Regions from separate parts of the Rattus norvegicus genome. Here region 1 is linked to region 2. A link is a contact called in public Hi-C data. All regions are on one chromosome and are shown on one strand. The core of a region is the stretch at or near the end of the contact, and the rest is flanking DNA. Distances in the headings are between cores, read along the strand shown.

Region 1 (6,298 bases), core at 1,151-3,650, 250 kb after region 2:
TGGCTGTCCATTTCAGTTCCTGTTTACTCTGGGAAACAAGCCCTCTGGGCATCTGCATGCACCTTAGCTGAGAGGCTCTGTGGTGTATCTTTGTTGACTGGTTTAGGGTCAACAAAGCTCGCTCAGGCCTCAGATGATATCCTCCTGATCAGTGTCTGGGATACAGAGATTATACCACCATTGCCTACTCAGAGCCCCTACTGTAACTTTTTCAAATCCTATTTTTAATGATGGTTCTTCAATACTTTAACCTTCCTTGTAGCCCACCACCCACCAGAGGTAGTAGAAAAGAAAGGCTATGGAGAAAGTGGACCTGTTTAGAAATGGTTCTTTAGAGCAACTCCCATCTGTGTTGTCTGGAAATCGGCAGTTCAGTTCAGAGGTCAGCAGGCAGCCGCAGCTTGATCCACTCGCAAACACCTCATACATACACCAGCAGGCCAGTTTGCTAGAGTCTGGTTAGCAACAGCAGTGACATGACCTAGCAGAGATAGGCACCAGCCTCAGCTCAAGTCAGCAAGACGGACCAGGAGGAATGCCAGGAGAAGTTCTTAGATGTGCCTCTCTTCAGGGAATCGAAGATCAGTGAAGACATGAAACCCACAAAGGTTGCACAGCTAGCTCTACCAGTAAGCCAAGCTCTGTCTCTGTCACTCCATCGAGTCCTATTTATACCCTCCAAACATCACGTGTCTTCCATGTGCCTTGCCTCAGCACAGGTCTTACCTCAGTGAGTCCTTGGAAGTGGCAATAAACTAGGGCACGCCACCAGAAGATTTTTGGTGCATTTCTCTCTATGGCATCCCAACCAACACAGATCAACTAAGCAATGTAAGGTGGACCAGTGTATGTGTGCCATTAGTAAAGAATCCTTCATCGTGTGTCCTTTCACATGCTTGCTTTAGCAGAAACATGCTCTCTCCCATGCCCACTTCAGTGAAACATTCCTTCATGTGTCTACCTTAGCCTTTTATACCTGTGTCTACTTTAACAAAGCGTTCCTTCATGTGTTTGCCCCAGCAAAAAGCCATCCCTTCTTTCCAAAGAACACTTAAGTTTCCACTTCACCCTACTTTTAGATTACTCCAGCCTTTTGGGCCAAGGTGAAGGGATTGTATTCTCAAGACTACTTGCCTACCTCTGCCAGACCTGGATCTGGTAGCTGAAGGTACCAGACTGTGCTTACAACCAAGTATACTTCAGACAGAGAAAGCTCATTATAGCTGTAGGACAAGAGAGGTGGCTAACAGTGACCATGCAGGAACTGGGCGAACAGAGAACCCATCACCAAATACGGCAGGGACAGGAGTAGAGTCATGGGTACATTATGGAGCCAGCCACACCTGCACGAGGCAATAAGAGTCAAAACTTTCAAGATGACCCTTAAAGGATTCGGAAGGGATGGCCAAGTCGACAAGGGGGAAAACAGTATCCCAGTCAGAATGACACAAGGGCTGTGCGACTTCCAGAGGTAGTGCCAACAGCCCCAAGTCTGTGGAAACTAGGTAGGTCCTGTTTGTGGGAAGGGAGAGATTTCAATCGGCTAGGTTCTCTGTTTTACTCTTCACTGGATTCTGGCCTTCCCTAATAATTCATCTGTTGGAAACTCAGTTCCCCACTGGGTACCTGGCACTGTGGGTTACAGGTAGTAATTTTCATGTCATCTTGGTCATCCGGATGAAAATTAGCATCGAGGAGTCCATTGCACTGTAGTACACCTGCCACACCCACTTTCTCTGCCCACGTTGTTCCTTTCCACATCCACTCTTTCAGATTTGCTGGGATCTGAGGGGACATCTAGAAAGGCCAGCCCCTAGAAAGCTCCTGGCAAGCATCGGGCCACTGTTATTCCTCCTGCCAGCCCCTGGTGCTTTGAGAGAAAGAAAGGGAGACAGAAAAGTTTTGCTCTCATTTTGCAACGTCGATGGGTTTTGCAGCACAGAGATGATCCACCAGCCTCACGTTTGTCTCCTGCTTTGGCCATCTCTGTGGTTGGGAAGAGTGGGAGGGGTGGGGGATTTAGAGAGAGAGGTTGCAGGAATACCATCTACCTACACCCCTCTCAACTCACTCTGGACCTCTTCCACTGATACCCAAAGGCAACCCAGCCTGAATGGCCACACAACTGTGGCCAGCCCTCTCTTGCCCCCTCCTTAGCCTAGGGAGGGGGAGGGATTGAGGAGTGAGGGTTCTGAGGGAGGGGCCAGAAGTCCAGCCTGGTTCTGATTTCCCTGGCTGGGGCTGGGAACCAGAGCCTGGTCTGTCTTCAATCCCTACCCCCCTAATGCAATGCTTCTCTGCTTTCGGGAGCGGCCCATAACCGCAAACACATTTGCTAATGCAGCTAGCCTGCCCGCCCTGGGACAGCTGGCTGGGCCCTGTGCCTGGGGCCAGGCCAGGCAAAGGGCAGGGGGCCTGGCTGGGAAAGGAGCCCGAGGCTCCTCCTCTGCTGTTCAGCCACCCTGCACAGGCCTGGTTGCTGCCTCTCTGCCTTGTAGCCCTTCACTGCTGTGTCTCTTTTCATGACTGAGAAAGATGTCAAACTAAGGGCAATAGAGAGGAACTGCTACACGACTGGCCACACAGTGACCAGATCAAAGATGGATCGACTAGACATGACTTTTTTTCTAAGAAAATGCATGGCTTGCCTGGGCTAAGGAGGCCTGGGCCTGTGACATTCCATCATGGCATGTCTCTTTGAGAGAAGCCACCTCTAAACCTGGAAAATCGAGACAGGTGTGATGTGATGACCCATGCTTGTAATGCCAGCTCTCCCGTGGCTAGTACAGGATGACCAAGAGGTCAATGTTGACTTCAGTTACAAAGTGACAAGGAAAAGGGAATAAAAAGAAAAACAGGAGAGAAATTGAGAGCAGAGTGAAGGCTTGTCACTGACATAGGAAGTCAAAGCACAGGTTTCCACCGTGACTAGGGCAAATGCGCCTCTTTGCATGCAGTCTTGTGATAAGGAAACAGGTAGGCAAGTGTCTTGTAAACTATAAAGTGCTGTATCTGCGAGACCATGGGCCCTCAAAGAACAGGAGTCAAGGTAGAGTGACCTCTTACAGCCACTAGGAACCCAGCCCTGAGCACCATCATGTGGCAGAGAAAGGCTTAGACTCTGAGAGAGCCAGCCTTTTCCTTTGTCAACCTGGCAGCCAGGAAGCCCCCTGAGAAGCTAGCCTGAATTCTGGGGCCCCAGAATTCCTGAAGTAGAGCTGGAGTCTGAGCCCACTCCCAAGTAGACAGCAATCCCAAGGCCCAGCCTTGCTCAAGGACTGCCCGGACTTACTTGGCGGCCCCAGTTACTACCCCCACTCTCCCAACTCACACAAGGCATGCAGCTCAGCTTCCCCTGCCAAGACACCCCCAGCTGGCCCCTCAGCCCCTCTCCAAAGACAGGGGCCTTTCTCTGCCACGTTCCTGGAGGCTTTTCCACTTAACAGGGCCTTGAAATCCATTTGCTGCAGACTGTGAACTTCCTCTCTATGCTCCTGCCCGCTGGCCTTCTCTGAGCCTGACCCCCTACTCCCACCCCCACACTGGCGTCCGCCCGCCCATAGCCCAGCAGCTGTCACCCTGGTCTCCCCTTCCCTGGGCCTCTGGGGCCAAGCAGGGGGCACCTGGAGGAGGTATTCAAGCCCAGGAAACAGCAAGAGCTTGAGTGAGGATAGGAATCCCAGAACCTGCTCACCAGTAGGATCCTGAGCACACCAGAGGCTAGAGACCAAGGCTAAAGCCTCTTCAAGACTAAAGCCACCGAAACATTTCTCTCTGTATCACCTTTACCTTCATGACCTCTATGGACCTTGTGGGCCAGAGCCATGCTACTAAGCTACTAATAGACACACACACACACACACACACACACACACACACACACACACACTCACACAGAGCACTAGTTCCCCTGAAGGTGTATCTAGGAAGATAAGGTGGTATGGGTTCTAGTCCTGCCTCAATCAGAATCCATGACTTTGGGCCAGTCTTGTCTCCTCTTGGACCTCTCTGATTTCCCTACCATTTCGCTGACATCTTCTTGTTTCTTGAAGTCAACTCCTCTCTGCTTGGTCAGGTCTGCACACCCTAGGTCTTTGTGTTCTTACTGGTGTCCCCAATGCTTCCATGCCGCAAACTTTATTCTCCATCCCAGTATGTCCTCAGACTGTAGGAGTGAATGGTCACCACTATCCACTGGTCAGGTGGCTGTGGCCAAGTACTTCCATGCCTGTGTGTGCGTGTGCGTGTGCGTGTGTGTGTGTGTGTGCGTGTGTGTGCGTGCGTGTGTGTGTGTGTGTGTGTGTGTGTCGTGAGGCTCTATGTGGGTGCTGGGAATCGAACCTCAGTCCTCTAGAATAGCCAATACTCTTAACCATTGAGGCATCTCTCCAGCCTCAGGCCTTCTATCTTATTAATTTGATGTTATCTTCATGATACAGGCTGAGGAAACTGAGGTACAAAAAGGAAAAGTGACCACAGTTCCAAGGCCTAGTTGAGCCTGGGTATTCGCACTCCCTCATCTGTCCTATCACCCCCCTCCTCCTCCTCTTCGACTCCTCCTCCCCCTCCTCTTCCTCCTCTGCTTCCTCTCCCTTTCCCTGTTTATGCCTAAATGCCAGTGTATTCTGTAATGGACAGGGACATACTAATGGATCCTTGTTTTGAAATAGCTAGTCGTAGCACTTTACAGGAGGTAATGTCAGAGCTCAGATTTTGGTCGGGCTTCAAGCTGATGGCAAACAGTCCACTTAAGACCTACTCTGACCTGAGGCTCCATCTCCCTTATGTTTCCAAAACTATATTATTTCACACCTTAAACCAGAGTGAGGAAGAAAAGTTTGTCCAAAGGATGAAATGCTTAGAAGAGGGAAGAGAGGCCATCATCTCATTAGAGCCTCAAATCTCCCAACCCAACTGAGTACCTACTATGTGCTGGCCACTGTCAGCCACTTTACACAGGAAAATAGGCTTTTACTCTCAGCAAAACATAGCCCTGGGAGAGGAAAAGTGATGCCTATAAGAAGAGGTCTCCGAACCCAGAGAACACAGGTCCAGACAAGAACACTGAGCACAGACAGCTCCCTGGCAGGCTTGCTGTCAGCTCTGCTGCCTAGAGCTCTCACCCTTTCAAAGCTGGGGGTGGGGGGGTGAGGGAGATGCTGGTCTCTCTCCCCATCTGTCTTTTTCATCCTTCCCCTCTCTGGTTCTCAGCAGAGAATGTGTTAGAAACCTGGACTGAATTACCACCCATTACCCAACCTGCCTTCCTCCAAATCCATGCCATTAATGCAATCAATGGAGGGGAAGCAGACTCTTTTCAGCTGCCTGTCTGGCCTGCCCAGCAAGGCCTTCCCAGGGCTGCAAAAAGGTCTATACCCCTACTACTCTCCCACAGGGATGGTACTATGCGCCACTCACACACATGCTTGCCACAGTGAAGCAGATCCTCTGCCCATCAGAGAGCTCTCCTTCTTGGACACTCAATTCAGTGAAGACACACACATGAATATTTGTTCAATTGAGGAATACTTACAGGACTGTCTTGAGGCATTGGAACAAGGAAATAGCCTGACAGGCCTTATCATCTACCTAGGGCAAGGGGTAGACCATCAGTGAGAAATGATAAACTCACAGGTGAATCCCAGGGGCTGTATTAGATCCAGCAGCCAGGGAAGGCCTCAGAGAGAAAGACAGTGTCATCACTGACAAGAAAGGGGCTGCTAAGGGGCAGGGGTGATGACTCAGCACTTAAGAGTTCTCGATGCTCTTCCAAAGGACCAGGGTGGAAGTCCCAGTCTGGGCTTAGAATCCTCTGTAACCGCAGTACCAGAGCATACAATACCCTCTTCTGACCTCTGTAGGCACCAGACATACATACAGATAAAACACCTATGTGAGGATCCAGGGAAAGCTTCGAAGGAGAAAGAACTGGGAAACAGAAGGATGACAGGGCAGAAGTGATCATGTGGGAAAGTGAAGGGGAGAACCGAAGCTGGGGAGACAAAGACCACAGTATCAAGAACTGTGGGCCAAAGCAAAGAGCTTGAGGGCCATGTTTGGTTGTGTTATATAGTGTTTGCCCATATTATTGCTGCTGGTCTGGGTCTAAGAATCCTCCTACTTTTGCCTCCTGATGCTGGGGTTCAAGGTATGTTTGTGTTAAGAGTTTAGGATCTAAATGGATTAAGAAGCCGTTAAAAGGGTTGGAGACATAGCTCAGTGGTCAAGAGCACTTGTTGCTCTTCCAGAGAACCCAGATTTGGTTCCTAGAACCCGTGTGGTAGCTCACAATCATCTG
Region 2 (6,693 bases), core at 3,445-5,944:
GCCCCACATTCCCTGGTCACTGTTGTGAAACACTCTTCCGGAGCATAGAGCTCTGCAGTACAGTTCTAGGGTCCTGGAACGAATAGGGGGAGGAGGAAGAGTGGGGTAGCTCTCTCCATCCTGTGCTCTCCCTGGGCCAGACCTAGAGATAGTCATTTGGGAAAAGCCAAGACATTCACTGGAGGCAGGAAGTTATCTTGGGCCTAACCTGGAGATCAGCTGACCTCTGTTAAGAGGCTAGGGAAGCACTCATGGTTGAGGCTAAGCTGCTAAACAAGAGATAGAGCCCCTTTCAAACTAAAGATGGCAGAACAGAGGACAGGATGTAACGACGCTGAACTTAAACTCGAAGCCTTGGGCTTTTTATGTTTAAAGCAGGTCAATGCATAATGTCAGGGATGTTGCAAGCACTAAAGAAAGTTGTAGCACCATATGAAAGCAGTCACTTGCTGTTTCTGGCTTCCGGAGGGAGTGGGGCTAACGAAGGGGACTCTTCTTTGCCTGGAGGGAGTGGGTATGTACAGCTATAGGAGGGGCAGAAAGGGGCACAGGGTTGCCAGAGATGACTATTGAGAGATCAGAGGGTGGCCAGCTCCACTGGGTTCACCAGTTGGCATGGCACCAGGGGTCAGGATACTTGTTCCTCAACCCTTCCTTTGCTTTTCCAGTTGTTGCCTCTGGCTGCTCTTGGTGGCTCAGCAAAACACCACTCCTCAGTCCAGAGTCTTGTGCTAGACCAGAGAGCTGTGATTAGAAAGTCAAGTTGTTTGTCCAAATGGCCTGACTGCTTCCTGGCAGTGTGGCCTTGGGTGAGCAGTTTCACTGCTGTATCTTGAGTATAAGTCAGGCAGAGAGGGGTCAAGGGCATGATTCACAGAAATGGAAAGGAGGTGGTCTTCCCATCTCTGTAGGTGTAGTGAATATGAGAAACCAAGGATTAGACTCTAGGTTCCAGAAGGTCAGAACCTCACCTTGCCAGTGGGTGCTCAGCAAAGAAGGAGAGAGGGTTTGTATGTGAATGCAGACACGTATGCAAAACCAGAAGGGATTGGAAACTATGTGTGTGGCACATAAAGCGTGTGTGAACTGGCCTGAATGTGTGTCGCCAGGGATGAGAGTGTCTTCATGGGAGGCTCTATGGAAGAATAATTGTTTCCATTTAGTAAGCCCCGTGGTAGGCCAGGTATGAGGCTGAGCCTTGGCGTCCACATTTTCTCATTAAGTACTCCCAGGGAGCTGTGAAGGAGGAATGACCGCCCTCCAGGCCGCAGAACAGTAACAGGCCCTTCAGAGGTGAAGTGATTTGCCCAAGATGATAAAGCTGAAAGCGAGTCTCTCTTTCCTCCTATGGTGTGGGCAGCTGGGCCCAGAAAGGCACAGATCGTGTGTGTGTGTGTGTGTGTGTGTGTGTGTGTGTGTGTGTCCACACATGCTACCCAGAGCCTGAAGTCTCCTGTGGCTACCATATGTTTTTTACACACTTAGGTAGACCTCAGGCCCACAATGCTTAACACTGCTGTGGTCAAGGGTTCTTTATACCACTAGCCCTAGCCAGTGCTTAGGAAACACAGGAGGTCTTGAGGACTGGAGTGTGTGTGTGTGTGTGTGTGTGTGTGTACTGGAGTGTGTGTGTGTGTGTGTGTGTCTGTGTGTGTCTGTGTGTGTCTGTGTCTGTGTCTGTGTCTGTGTCTGTGTGTCTCTCTGTGTGTGTGTGTCTGTGTCTGTCTGTGTGTGTCTGTGTCTGTGTCTGTGTGTCTCTGTGTGTGTGTGTCTGTGTCTGTGTGTCTCTCTGTGTCTGTGTGTCTCTCTGTGTCTGTGTGTCTCTGTGTGTGTGTGTGTGTGTCTCTGTGTGTGTGTCTGTGTGTCTCTCTGTGTGTGTGTCTGTGTGTCTGTGTGTGTATGTGTGTGTGTGTCTGTGTGTTTCTGTGTGTGTGTGTCTGTGTCTGTGTGTCTGTGTGTGTGTCTGTCTCTCTCTCTCTCTCTCTCTCTCTCTCTCTCTCTCTGTGTGTGTGTGTGTGTGTGTGTGTGTGTGTGTGTGCTGATACGATGACCTGGAAGTCTTAGATTGGGACAGTCTGTGGACTAGTAAGAGCTTGGGTAAAAAAATATAGCATTCTCCACAGATTCTGCCTTCCTCCCAGGATCCCCTAGAGAATTACTTTTCTTCCTTAGTCAGTGAACCTGGATCTCTACAACTGAGAACCTGCCAGGGTCAGGCAAGGGAGGAAACTTTGCAGCTGCTGGCCCTGATTGAAGCAGAGAGTACACATCTAGTCTAGCCATGCTCCTGAGGTTCCTGTAGCTAGTGTGGGCAGGCTGAGGCAGAGGGACAGTGGTATGACCAGAGATGAGCAGTGTTGGACAAGTCTGGACCTAAGAGTTCTGTCCTCATCTTCCATTGCCCCTTCTGCCCAGACTTAGATGTTGGCACACTCGGAAACTACTTCTGTCTTCCTCAGTTTCCCAAGTCCGGTAGCTCCCATTTAGTGTGGGGCTGTCCTCTGGAAAGGCACAAGACACGTTGGCCATGAAAAGGAAAAATCTGGGGCCAGTTTGGGCTTAGCACTAGTGATCCTGTCTGAGAAGACCTTTGCTCTAAGGCTAAAATGAACAACCTGTCCTTAGTCTAGTGACCTTCTGAGACCTGTGAGGGAAAAGCAGTGGTCTGGCCATCCTGAAGGCCATGATTTTCCAGGAACCTCGAAGTTTGTAATTTTCCATGAGCCAAGAGAGTGGGGATTCATGGAGCAGCTGCAAGCGGGTCCATCTGGATTGTATAAGAGAATGGTCATAGGACTGGGGACAGAGATACCAGGAATGACCCCAGGGGATAGGACAGGCTACATCAAGCCTGAGCCTTACTTTCCCTCTGAAGTAAAAACAGGGATAGCAGAGCTGATTTCAAAGGGTGGTGAAAGAAAATCATCTACAGTGGTCCTTGATGCCGCGTAGATATTTTGTAAGCAGCTGGCTGCTTTCTAGATTCCCATCTGGAAGCCCTTTGATGGTGTGGGTCTCAGGTGGACTGCTGGTATGTCTTTCTACCTTCTATCTCTCCTTGATCTGCTTACATCCCAGGGCAGAGTCCAGGGAAAACAATGATCCTAGACTGTGTACCCAGAACCATCGAATGTTGCAAGGTCTCCAGCTCCGAAGGTACAAGAAGCTCAGTTTCTTCCTCCTTACTTTCCCCCACAGAGCTGCCCCCATTACAACGACAGAGATCGTTACATGAGGCAGTGAAGGACGCCATAGCTCAGTCTCCCTCGAGTAAGTTAATAGACATGGAACTCATATAAATGGCAGAGCCCCTAAAGAATGGGGCTCAATTATCTCCTTAGAGAAGCAACAAGAAGGAGCTGGACTTTGGTTCTTGGTAGAGACCTTGCCTAGTAAGCCTAAGGCCCTAAGTTACAGAATCCCGATTCGTTAAGAAGAGAAAGAGAAGAGGGAGCAGCTGAGGAGAAAAAGGAGGGGCTCGTAGAGGAAGGCTTTCTAACTTCTGTAGTTCTCAACCCAGATCTTTCCCCCCAGATCTCTTCCACCTTTCTTACACCGACACCAAGTGGTGGCTCTTGTCTCTGTGCTCTGAGTGCCAGACTTGCTTGTCAGGCTCCGGGTGGGAGGCCTCCGCTTGTCCCAGGAGCCCGCAAGTCTATAGAAGGCCAGCAGAGGGAGACATTAGCACGTGGGTACGTCCGCTGGGACCTGAGGAAGGCGAGTAGGTCAGACCGGGAGGGTCTGAGCTATGGGATTGAGCCAAATTATAAGCAAAGAGACAAGGAGGGGCGGAGAGAATGGGCCAGTGCTGGGAGACAAAGACCCAGATGGTGAGGCCGAGGCCTGGAAAGGCTGGAGTCCGGGATCTCAGGGCCCAGATGCCTGCTTTTGCTCTTTCAAAAGGCTTCTCTTCTGCTCCTTTCCCCGGTCCTGGAGCTTTCTGTATAGTTTGTGACCTCTTGTCCCTACTTACCTACCCAGGTCCTTTCCTGTGCCTTCAGACAGGACTGACTAAATCTGCGTGCTCGGAGTCGGGGTGGAGGGTCCCAAAGGGCTCACTCTCAAAGATGAAATTTTTGAAAGCTTGGTTCACTAGATGCAAATAAATTCCTCCTCCCCTTTGGACACAATACTTTTTCTGAGTCTCCACCACCCATAGCTATCACTCTTGTGGTTAAAGCAAAGAAGGAGTGCATTGCGAGGACAGAAAGACCGCCCAACGGAGTGTGGATAGTGGACTGGGAGTAGGCAGGCTGACAGAAGTGGGCACAGAGTGGGATTCTGGGACTGGTATGCGAGTATGCGCATGGGGGGTGTTTGTGTGTGTAAAAAGAACGCAAGAACGGTGCTTTCTGGAGGTACTTGGGACAGGGCTTGTCTGGTCTAGGTCAGTAGACATAAAGGAGAGCAGGCCAGCAGCTTTTGGGAAGCACCAACTTCTTAAGAACTCCCTGGGAACTAGACTAAGCGCGACACAACCACAGCCGCAAGAGTCGCACATTCTTATTAGTGCCATCGAGAGAGCAGCGTCCTTAAGAGCTCCCCGAAGCCCCACCCCTTCCTGCTCTGTGGGCGTGGTATGGGGCAAGGACCCCGTCACAGAGCTTTCTATTGGTTCGAAGGAGCAGGGTTGGCCTTGTACTCGCCTGAGCAGGAGAGTAGAAAGCTCAGCGGCAGCGGAGGGAGTCGATGCGCGCTGGACAGCAGTGGGGGGTGTGTGAGATTCGCACTGACTGCCGACACTCCGGCTCAATCGCCGGGGATTAAGGACTTGGCGACCCGGCTGCCGGGCTGCCCGGCCGAGGCTTCAGAGGCGCAAATTGATGGGACTGATTTGCTCAGTAGGGCCGTACTAGTCTTTTAAGTATACTGAGAAGGGCCGGTGCTAAAGTAGAAGCTGTCGTGGGACGCGCCGGCGCGGAGTCCCACAGTGGCCCGGAGGAACGGAGTCCGTGCTAGGGGGACCCAGTCCGGAGCCTGGGGACCGAGCTCGCATTGTTGGGAGACAACCCGCCTCTTCTTCCCAGAGGCGTCAATCCCAGGACGGTCGAGGCGTCGGGGCAACCACTGAGCGCTCTGCAGAGAGACCCGGTCGGGGAGAGGACTCGCAGTCTCAAACAGTCTGGGAGAGCCGATCGGAATCCGGCGGGATCACTCGGGGGCGGCGAGCCCCCGTCGCGCCTCGTGCGGCGGAGAGGCCAGGGGAGAAAGTCCTCCGAGGCAGCAGTCCATGCGCGGGTTGGGGACGCCTGCCCAGTGAATCCTCCTGGCCAGCCGGGCGCAGGAGAGCGACCCCGAGGCCGGCGGGAGGAGAGTGCTTCAAGGCCGGCGGCTGCGGAGGATGGGCGCCTAAGTGGCTCCGAGCGCTGCGCGGCAAGGGCAGGCGAGGCGAGCTTTGCTGAGGAGGTGCTAGGGGATCCTGAAGTGCATCCTGCCCCCGGGAAAATGGCCCGGCCTGGGCAGCGTTGGCTCAGCAAGTGGCTTGTGGCTATGGTCGTGCTGACGCTGTGCCGGCTTGCCACGCCGTTGGCCAAGAACCTGGAGCCCGTGTCCTGGAGCTCTCTTAACCCTAAGTGAGTAACTTATCTACTCTGGTCCCTGGGGGTGGGAGGCACTTCTTTGGGGTTGAGGTCGGACACCCCCAAGTGCCTGTGGGGGGGGATTGTCCGTAGGAGGCCTATTTTATATCTGGCCTTTTCTGGTGTTTTCTTGCGGGCAGTTGGGGTAAGATGCAGAAGGGTGGGGTGGGGGCACTTAGCTGGGTTTCGACCCTTCGGTTCAGCCCTAGCCTCCTCAAGTCCGGATCGAGTCCGTTGGTCACACCAGGCAGATAGAATGTCTGGGCGCTCCAGAGCGCACCCGAGAGCTGGGTGGGGGCGAGTAAGCAGCCCACTCCAGGGCCTCTGGGAACGTGGTGGATTTCGCTCACAGCCACTCCATGGGTGAGATCGACCTGAGCAAGGGACCAGGCCAGAACACAGGTTCCTCATTTGCTTAGGTGTCAGGTCGGCTCGGGACCTAGCGCCCCGGGGCGAGTGGCAGCATCTGTATCCCTTCTCCAGCTTCTCCTATTTTCATTTGTCTTTCTTCCCTGTCTGTTTGCCTCCCTGTCTTTCTCTTTGCCGTCTCTTCTTGCACACCCCCCCCCCATTTCTCTCTGCCGGGGAGGTAGAAAGGCGGGCGCTGCTTCCAGGCTCACAAAGGCGTCGGGTGGAGAAGGGCGGAGTGGAAGAGGGTTTGTTTGAGGAGGGGGTTCGATCCAGTGCCCGTCGGGGGTCCAATTGAGCTAGGCACCAGAGCCTCTTCTAGATCCAGTCAGGTCTGAGAATGGTAGTGGAGGCAGCGAGGGAGGTGGGTGCGGAACGTGTGATTCCTGTCCAGGCAGATCCTAGCCGTTGCCCCCCCCCCCCCGGGACTAGAGAGCCATGCTTTTTCTCCTATGGTTTGAGGGGCAGTGATAGAAAGGAGATCCTTTTCTTTCTTCTCCTTCCTAACTCTGCCCCCTCCCATCTCTAAACAACACACACCTTTCAGGGCGGTGGCTCAGTGGTTTCTGGGCTGTTGGTGGGGAGTAGCTTAGGCTGTTATGACCTCTGGACCTTTTTCTCTTATGGCATCTAGGACCCACATTGGTACTCAGGGTCGTAATTGCCCTTCCCATTTTCTGGCAGCCCAGGGAGTGTGTGGACAACG

The links. Hi-C and Micro-C count contacts between places; a contact is called where the count stands out from the background.
Region 1: a contact with region 2 is called in a Hi-C map of Schwann cells, with 3 times the contacts expected there. The contact joins the enhancer-like site here to the promoter of Efnb1 in region 2. A contact is called at or near these places in 5 of 12 Hi-C or Micro-C datasets (the A7r5 cell line, Schwann cells, kidney and 1 more).

What each region holds. Positions count from the first base shown.
Region 1 is chrX:68,547,876-68,554,173 of GRCr8, forward strand. No RefSeq gene overlaps it. Among named protein-coding and RNA genes, the nearest start is that of Pja1, 75 kb to the right of the region's middle. Within about 2 kb of position 2,401, at least 5 of the 93 cell types and tissues checked have an H3K27ac peak or open chromatin away from gene starts, as enhancers often do. A contact at or near this core is called in Schwann cells, where this site is marked.
Region 2 is chrX:68,292,835-68,299,527 of GRCr8, forward strand. Efnb1 (ephrin B1) reads left to right here and starts at 4,695. Exons shown (of 5, transcript NM_017089.3): 1 at 4,695-5,573. The coding sequence starts at 5,446. It overlaps Mir3573 (microRNA 3573), which reads left to right and starts at 6,440; the gene lies at 6,440-6,511.